3 separate regions of the Danio rerio genome follow, and regions 1 and 3 are each linked to region 2. Evidence: chromatin contacts called from public Hi-C and Micro-C data. All regions are on one chromosome and are shown on one strand. Each heading gives the region's core, a stretch centred on a gene start, on an enhancer-like site or on the middle of the called end of the contact. The rest is flanking DNA. Distances are from core to core; before and after follow the strand shown. Region 1 overlaps marchf8 (membrane-associated ring finger (C3HC4) 8). Region 2 overlaps zfand4 (zinc finger, AN1-type domain 4). Region 3 holds the start of LOC567924 (novel protein similar to vertebrate neurofilament, medium polypeptide (NEFM)).

The links. A called contact is a pair of places that touch in the nucleus more often than the background predicts.
Region 1: a Micro-C map of caudal fin shows a contact between it and region 2, with 8 times the contacts expected there. The contact joins two enhancer-like sites. A contact is called at or near these places in 2 of 18 Hi-C or Micro-C datasets (caudal fin and skeletal muscle) and 1 of 4 datasets of contacts at active chromatin or transcription factors (caudal fin).
Region 3: a contact with region 2 is called in a Hi-C map of an unstated tissue, with 3 times the contacts expected there. The contact joins the promoter of LOC567924 here to the enhancer-like site in region 2. A contact is called at or near these places in 1 of 18 Hi-C or Micro-C datasets (an unstated tissue) and 1 of 4 datasets of contacts at active chromatin or transcription factors (embryo).

The regions. Positions count from the first base shown.
Region 1 is chr13:19,738,351-19,741,050 of GRCz12tu, reverse strand. It overlaps marchf8 (membrane-associated ring finger (C3HC4) 8), which reads left to right. Exons shown (of 7, transcript NM_001161435.2): 7 at 1-2,700. It also overlaps a transcript of vdac2 not described here. Among named protein-coding and RNA genes, the nearest start is that of vdac2, 25 kb to the right of the region's middle. Within about 2 kb of position 1,435, at least 4 of the 62 cell types and tissues checked have an H3K27ac peak or open chromatin away from gene starts, as enhancers often do. A contact at or near this core is called in caudal fin and skeletal muscle, where this site is marked.
Region 2 is chr13:20,041,474-20,044,173 of GRCz12tu, reverse strand. The region is part of intron 2 of zfand4 (zinc finger, AN1-type domain 4); the gene reads left to right. Among named protein-coding and RNA genes, the nearest start is that of zfand4, 13 kb to the left of the region's middle. Within about 2 kb of position 1,318, at least 6 of the 62 cell types and tissues checked have an H3K27ac peak or open chromatin away from gene starts, as enhancers often do. A contact at or near this core is called in caudal fin and skeletal muscle, where this site is marked.
Region 3 is chr13:19,686,541-19,689,240 of GRCz12tu, reverse strand. LOC567924 (novel protein similar to vertebrate neurofilament, medium polypeptide (NEFM)) reads right to left here and starts at 1,279. Exons shown (of 3, transcript XM_691238.9): 1 at 109-1,279. The coding sequence starts at 1,107.

The DNA.
Region 1 (2,700 bases), core at 186-2,685, 300 kb after region 2:
GAGACTTTAGTAAATCGGGCCTTGTAAAAGGGATTGTTCACACCAAGAAATATACTCACTCTCAGGCCAAACAAAATGTAAGTCACTTTATTCTTTCAAACAGTTGAGAAGATTTGTTTTGGGCTGAAAATGCGGTAGCAGCTACTGTCACTTTAAGAAATGTACAGACAACACTTTATTAAACAATATATGAAGAGTTCAGATGCAAAAACCTCTGAAATTTCAGAGTGCCATCTGAAATTTCTACCAAAAATAAACATTATTCTTAGCCTCCATTGTTTATGTTGAGCTATTTCACTTTAAAGACCAGGAAAAAACTTATTCTTTGTCACAAAAGTGATATTAAAGAACACAGGAGCTGGATAAAAATACTTGTTTTAGAGGAACATTTTGAAGAGGGTTTTTAATCTAAACTCTTTATATTTTTTTACTCATTAAGTTGTTAAGTTTCATAAGACCTTAAAGTAGGGATGTCACGATACTGGAATGTTAAAAATGTCCATTTCCCGATAACATTTGAGCGGTGTGTAGCACATTCTTAAACATAGCTGATTTGTCATGGTGTTCACGTGCTCAACAGAAACGACTGTGATTTGCCGTGAAGATCATCGGTTCACCAAACTCACAGCTGTTTACTGAGAATAACCACAGATACAGGGACACCGGAGCGTTTCAAAGTCACGTTGATCAGCTAGTTTGTCTATAAGCTGACATACGAGTGATTGGCTGATGAATCGTGGCTTTTAAATGCTCCAGTGTCCCTGTTTCTTTGGTTACACGCACTAAACAGAGTGAGTTCGGTGAACTGAGGACTTTCACAGCCAATCACAGTTATTTCTGTTGATGGACGTTTTTAAAATTTCAGTATCAGTTGGTTTCGAATTCCAGTATCCTGCAACCCTATCTTATAGGAATGGTTCACCCAAAAAATTAAAAATAAATAAATAATTCCACCAAAACCTATTTGACTTTCCCTTTTTTGTTAAACACAAAAGAAGATATTTTGAAAAATGCTGGTTGCTCGGATTCATTGAATTTCATAGTTTTTTTGTCCTACTATGGAAGTCGAGGAGCAACCAGCATTCTTCAAAATATATCCATTTATTTTTAACAGAAGAAAGAAAAACATAAAGGTTGATGTATAAATGATGTAATTTTCATTTTAGGGTGAACTTTTTAATAATGCCTTCATTTTGGTTGGCATGTTTTTTATGATTTATGAGCATTTTATGATTCATACAAGAGAGTTAAAGCAAAAAAAAACCTAAATAAATCTTTATAAATGTTCTACTGAAGGGGAAAAAAGTCACATCTGAGACCTGAGAGTGTGTAAATGTTCATTTCTAGGTGTACTTTCCCTTTAAAAGTCTGTGTGTTTGTGAATGTAAAGAATTCAAATTCCTCCCTGAGGGAAATGAACTGCAGTGTAGCATCATGCAACTGTTGCAATGAATCAGTCATGATTTCTGTGTGTGTGTGCGCAAGTGTATGTGTGAATGAGATTTACCTTCAGTTCAATTTTAGCTTAATGTTTTCTGTTTTATTTTGGCATTCCTACATTTACTTGTGCAGTTGATTTTAAACCATAACTTAAAAATAAAGGTTTTAGCAATGATGAAATGTTGACTTTGAGTTAGTTAACAAGATGACAACCAGGTTCTGCTCAAGTTTTTAAACCAATCCAATCTCCAATGGGTGTTTTGTATTTATTAAATATATTGTTTGACATCTCGATGGCTTTAAATGTTGGAAAACAGCCATTTTAGTTTTGGCCTTCGTTCTAACATATTCCTCTTTTCAGTGACCATGATTGACATTCCTGCTGTTGCGATGATCATTTAAGCAGACTGTGCTACTTACAAACGCTATTGTGAATGAATATTTCTTTGTTTAAAAGGTACAGGATGCTTCTGCCACCTAGAGCTACTGCACAGACAATGCACATTAATCTTTTTTAACCTTTTCTGACTGGCTTTGTGCCGTTTGACCATAAAAAAGATGCTCTACTATGTTTTTTAATGTATGCGCCACATTTAATGAGACACTGAGAACATCCGAATGAGCCATTTTATTGGAAAATACGTGGAATGAAACTATTTTATGGTTCGCCAGCCATCATATAAATCCTTACTAGATCAATTTAAATGCCCCTAGCCTAGTGAAATGACTGTTTTTGGCAGTTATTAAGATTTAGCGCATGTATATTTACCCCTTTTTTTTTTTTTTTTTTTTTTTGATAGTGTATTTGTAAAACAACAGGAGCTGGCTCCTTTAACAGATACTCGTTTTCCAGAATTTTCTTAATTTGAAGCATAGCACTGCATCATATTTGGATGGATGTGTTTTAAAGTGCAGTAATAGTCTTGTTTGTTTCATGGCTTGTCGTCAAACTGCAGTGCTTTACTACTGAATTGGCTTGAACATGGAGAACATGACTGTTTCTTGCATCTCCCTCTTATTTCTTGTAACTTTCCTCTTGTAGTAAATAGTTTCTCTAAGCATTTTTGAGGATTTAAAAAAAAAATAAACAACCAAATAAAGGAAATGTAGATTTTTTTTGTCACCAGCCTTGTGTTGTATATGAGATGTTCTTGTTATTTTTAATTGACTGTAATAACGGGTGATTAAAGATCTGAAAGCTGCCTGGTTATGTGGAAAGAGATAATTCCCATAGGAAAAAATTGCATTAAACTCTGAGTT
Region 2 (2,700 bases), core at 69-2,568:
TTTTTTTTATAAGGTTACAGGCAAATAACCTAAAAAAAATTTTTTTTTCACCTCGTAAAATCTGACAAGTGTCTTCTTTAAAATAAGACCAAGCTTAAGTCTGCAATTAAAGTGTTGAAAATCATTTGCAGACATTTATTGAGCATCTCATTTTCACGTCTATGTTTATAAAATTGGGACTAACAGTTAAGGGCTTTAATTATTAACTGGGAAATGGTAGGAATTTCCATATGGGACAACACTAAATTCATACTCTACATAGTTGAGTCTATAAGTGCAGGGTTTATGGTGTGTCATTTGGGATGCATCTCATGTCATGTTGGAATAGGCGCTGTTTTGTAGCATATGGTGGACCAACAGCATTCGAGGAAAGTTGTCATGCGTTTTGGCTTATCTGTTTATATCAGGGGTGCTCAAACTCGGTCCTGGAGGGCTGGTGTCCTGCATAGTATAGCTCTAACTTCCTTCAACACACCTGCCTGGAAGTTTCTAGTGTACCTCAAAAGAGCTTGATTAACAGGCTCAGGTGTGTTTAATTGGGGTTGGAACTAAAATATGCAGGACACCAGCCCTCTAGGACCAAGTTTGGGTACCCCTGGTTTTTATCAAGCTAAAGCTACTCAAACAAGAAGACATCTAGGATAGGATTTGATTTTGTCCATAAGTCATCGATTGAATTGTTGTATTATGCGGTTTGCTATTGGTCGATCCCATGTGAGTGACAGTTGATCCCCCCTCAGACCCCTAAACATGATCAGAGATAAGAAGAGATGTTGTGCTTGAAGCTTATGAGGTGCTTAAATTCCAAAATGTACATCATTTGTAAAATAAAACACTGCAATTATGTTTATAAAAAATAAAAATTTAATTTTATGCCAACTTTAAGATTGTTTAAGATTACACAAATGGAGATTGTATAGTTTGACGGGCATGACTAGGCAAGTCATTTTCCAAATCTGGAAACAGTGGGCATGTTGGTCACACACACATACACTAACCGCTCTGACCACTTCAGGCTGTCTTCACACTCCTCGCTCGTCCTGTCTTGAAAACTACTCCTCAAGGGAATGGACACCAGTTTTGTGTTGCATGGGTGCGTTCTGGTGTCTTATTGCACTTTACACCTGATAAAGGCACGTCGATTGGCTTAATCACAGGCACTAAAAAATTTAGATGGTAACTAAGCTGAGTTTTATGTAATGTACAAGCATTTTGGCAGACTGAAGTTTGAACAACTATATTAACAAAGGAAAATGTTGTAAAGTTTTGAACATTATATATCCTGACCACTGGGATATTTGCTAGATTTAGAGCTGACATGGTTGTTGGTTTATTTGATGTACACAGGGGGGCAGATCTGAGTCGTGTTTGATCTGCTGGTGGCCTTTTTCTATGAGTATTTACTAAAATGATTGAACAGTTTCACTGCATTCATGGTTAAATGTTTCTAGAAGATCAGTGGTAAAGTATTGTTTGTGTTAGTAAGTATTTCTGATAATAGGGAGTAATATCATCAAAAAAGACTTAAAGAGCTAGGCCTACTTTAACTTGGTTAAAGTTTAATAAATATTCCTTTAAGACTCCTTATGCCTAAGAAACATTTGTTAGGTACAATTATAGATAGATCACAGGTTAAATATCATTGTTCTAACTTGTAGGCTGCAGATAAATAGACGACACACTTTTTTCCCCTTGTAATTAGCAAGGATGCATTAAATTGTGACAGCAAAAATGTTTTATTTTTATTTCTTCTTCTACTACTATTACTACTACTACTACTACTACTACTCTTACTACTACTACTACTACTACTACTCTTACTACTACTACTACTACTACTACTACTACTACTACTACTACTACTACTCTTACTACTACTACTACTACTACTACTCTTACTACTACTACTACTACTACAACTACTACTACTACTACTACTAATAATAATAATAATAATAATAATCGTATTAATTGTAACAAAATTAAATCAGATAATCCTGCAAAAAAGCTGTTTCCACAAAGTATTTAATAATAATATAAAAATATATTAAATAAAATAATAATAATAATAATAATTATTATTATTATAAATGTTTCTTGATCAGTAAATCATCATATTAGAATAATTTCTAAAATATCATGTGACACTGAAGTAGGGCTGCACAATATTGGAAAAATCTGACACTGCAATATTTTGTTTTGCTGCGATTTATATATTGTGATATGAATAAAATGTATGATAAGACATTCATATGAACATTTTGATGTTTTAAATAGCTCTATTTGGGAAATTTTTATTCATTTAGGTCAACTGGGATTATAAAGTCTTTTTCTATGCGGTGCATCTGCAAAAAGTACGCCTTAAAAATAACAAGCAAAAATAAATAAATAAACAGTGCTTTATGATTTTCTGAAGAGTCTAACAGTATTCAAGGTTAGAAATTGACAATCAATGTAAAATAACAGTCATATTATACAAATAGTTACATTTCCGGGTTTTTCAGTAGTGGAAGGCTTCACAGCTAGGTAAACTCAGATTGCAGTGAATGGGAGAGTACACCAAATATTTTTTTTACAATCTTATTTGTTTAAATAATAAAAGAAAAACTACTGGATGTTGTTGTTCAGAAAAAGGAAAAATAAATGTGGGAGACTGATAACCAAGGGAGTGAATAACGTCAAATAAATTTATACTCCGCC
Region 3 (2,700 bases), core at 30-2,529, 350 kb after region 2:
CATAATTTGCAAAAGTCCTCAACTTGCTATACCTTGATTTAAACAGTCAAATAAAGTCCTCTTATTTCAACATTTCGCTCATTTCTTAAAACATTCTGTGAGACTTACCTGATAGTGATGGATTTCAGCATTGTGCCTTTGCTCGAGGTCATACAGCTGCCTCTCCAGTCCTTCTCTCACCCCTTTCATGGAGTCGAGCTCAATGTTCTTGGACTGGAGCTGTCTCCTGTGTTCATTAATCTCCGCTTTAGTGGCCATGAGCGCTTCCCTGTTGACCTCAGCAGCTTTGGTCAGTCTGGCGAACTGTGCTCGAAAGCGCTCCTCAGCATATCGGGTGTCAGAGCCAGAGTGACCTTCAAGTTGCATCCTGATGCCTCTCAGAGCTGCAGTGACATCGCTTCTGCTAAAATCACTTATTTCTGCAGTCACATGACCCTCTTCGATTTGTGCCATCATTTCAGCTACCTCACTTTCATGGTTTTTCTTCAGGAACCCGATCTCTTCCTGTAGAGCTCTGGCTTTTCTGTCCATCTCTTGTTTGGCAAGGTAGGCATCATTAATGCATTTCTTCAGAACTGAAATGCCATCCTCAGCATCAACACGACCACGAGTCTCCCTCTCGTACTTTTCTCTCAATGTGTTGAACTCGTCCTCCAGGTTCTGGCGGTTGATCTCAATCTGGTGCTTTTGAAGGCCCATCTCGTGAACTTGCTCCCTCAGACTGCTGAGTTCAGACTCATACTCTTTGGACAGAGAGGTTGATGATTTGGCTCTGAGTCTAATGGCTTCAATCTCTTTCTCCAGCGCTCTGTTTTGGTTCTCTAGGTGGTGAACCTTCTCGATGAACCCCGCGAAGCGATCGTTGAGCCCCTGCAGTAATTCTTTCTCACTGATTTTCCTCAGATTCATCGCACCTGCATATTTGCTTGAGTAATCGAAGCTGTCGGCCGGTTTCGCGGCGAATTCGCTAAGGGTTTCATTACCTCTGAGCGGAACTGGAGACCCGAAGCTGAAGGCAGACCTTGAGAGGAGTTGTGATGAAGGACGCGGTGTTTGGTACCGGTGCTCATCCCGTGTCCGGCCAGGTGAATGAAGAAGACGCTCCATTGTGAGGCTGGTGCGTTTTCTTTCGTAGCCTTCAGTGAAAATGCCTCCCTTTTATATACTGCGATAGATGCTAGGTTTGCGGAACAGAGCTGTCCATACTGGTTAAATGCACAGAATCAGCTGTTCAGCTCAGCATCCTGCGCATTCACTCACTCACTCACTCTCCGCCGCTGATCCCAGGGGAGCTGCTGACGTGACGTCACACCAACTCATCTCCTCCGCAGATTGAAAATATTCTACATTTTCATGTTTAATGTATTTCTAGACCATCTCAAAGTTTTTATCGTATTTGTCACTAAAAGACAGGCTACATGTTTTTTTTATATAGCTTACAATTTTGTATTATATGGACTAATTGCTATCAAAATTAAAAATAAGAATACTTCTAATTATAGCAATTATATAGGGAAAAATGACAAAATTAACATATATGCATGTATATGTTTATAGAGAGAGAGAGAGAGAGAGAGAGAGAGAGAGAGAGAGAGAGAGAGAGAGAGAGAGAGAGAGAGAGAGAGAGAGACTGCAAAATGTACACTACTACACTGCAGTTAGGACATGATTTATACCATGGGAAACAAAAATGTACCTTTGGTTTTTAAAACCTGCATATACGATATTGTACCTTCATCAAACCTACAAATCTGATCTATAAAAGTACCAACACAGTGTTGATACTTTGTACGTTAACAGTGTCAAATGTGCTGCTTTAAGAACTATTTAAAGGCATTTTGCTATATCCAAAATGTGTAAATTTAATTTATGTGTCAATTTATTTCCAGCAAATATAAATACAAAACATAAAATACATTTTTAAACAATGTTTTATAAAAACATTTTTGTGTAAATGTACCTTTTAATTTTAAATTAAAAGAATAACAATTACTTTAACATAAATCTAAGATCTATTTTTTTTTGCTAAACATATCACAACACAGAAATGTTACAGAAAACATTCTCCCATGTACAACATTTTTTTTCTACAATTTTCACACAATACCTTTGTAATCACTTAAAAGTTCATTTAATTTACTTTATTTAAAAATAGAAATATAATTATGCAAAAGTATTGTAATGAGATATGCACAATGTTTGATTAGTTTCACAATACTAAAGTGTCTGCATAAACACTTTGGATGTGCTGAACATGAGCTCACGTGTGTAGTGGAAAGCAAATGCCAAAAGGTGCAGATAACAATAATGAAAATGTATTTATCAGAAAATGCCTACCAAATGTTAATTAAAAATGCCTTAAATGTTTAATTTACAATACCTATAGTTTTCTTTTACCAGTTGTTTCATATTATAGAGCTTAATAATTAATGTTTATGAGTTTCTTTAAACATAAGCTTTTATGATTACATATTTTAATATGGAAATTATTCATAACATCACTTTGCCTTTCCAGTAATATTTATTTTCATAGATATAGGAGTTGTCCAACTATGTACCTTTTTATGAGAACAGTTGTGTACCTTCATTTCAACACCATAAAAGGTGCTGAACAGTATCATAAGAGCTCTTTTCTGTACCATTTTTTACAAAGATGCAAAACTGTTCCTTGAGAAACATTATTTTTACCACCGTGTGCCT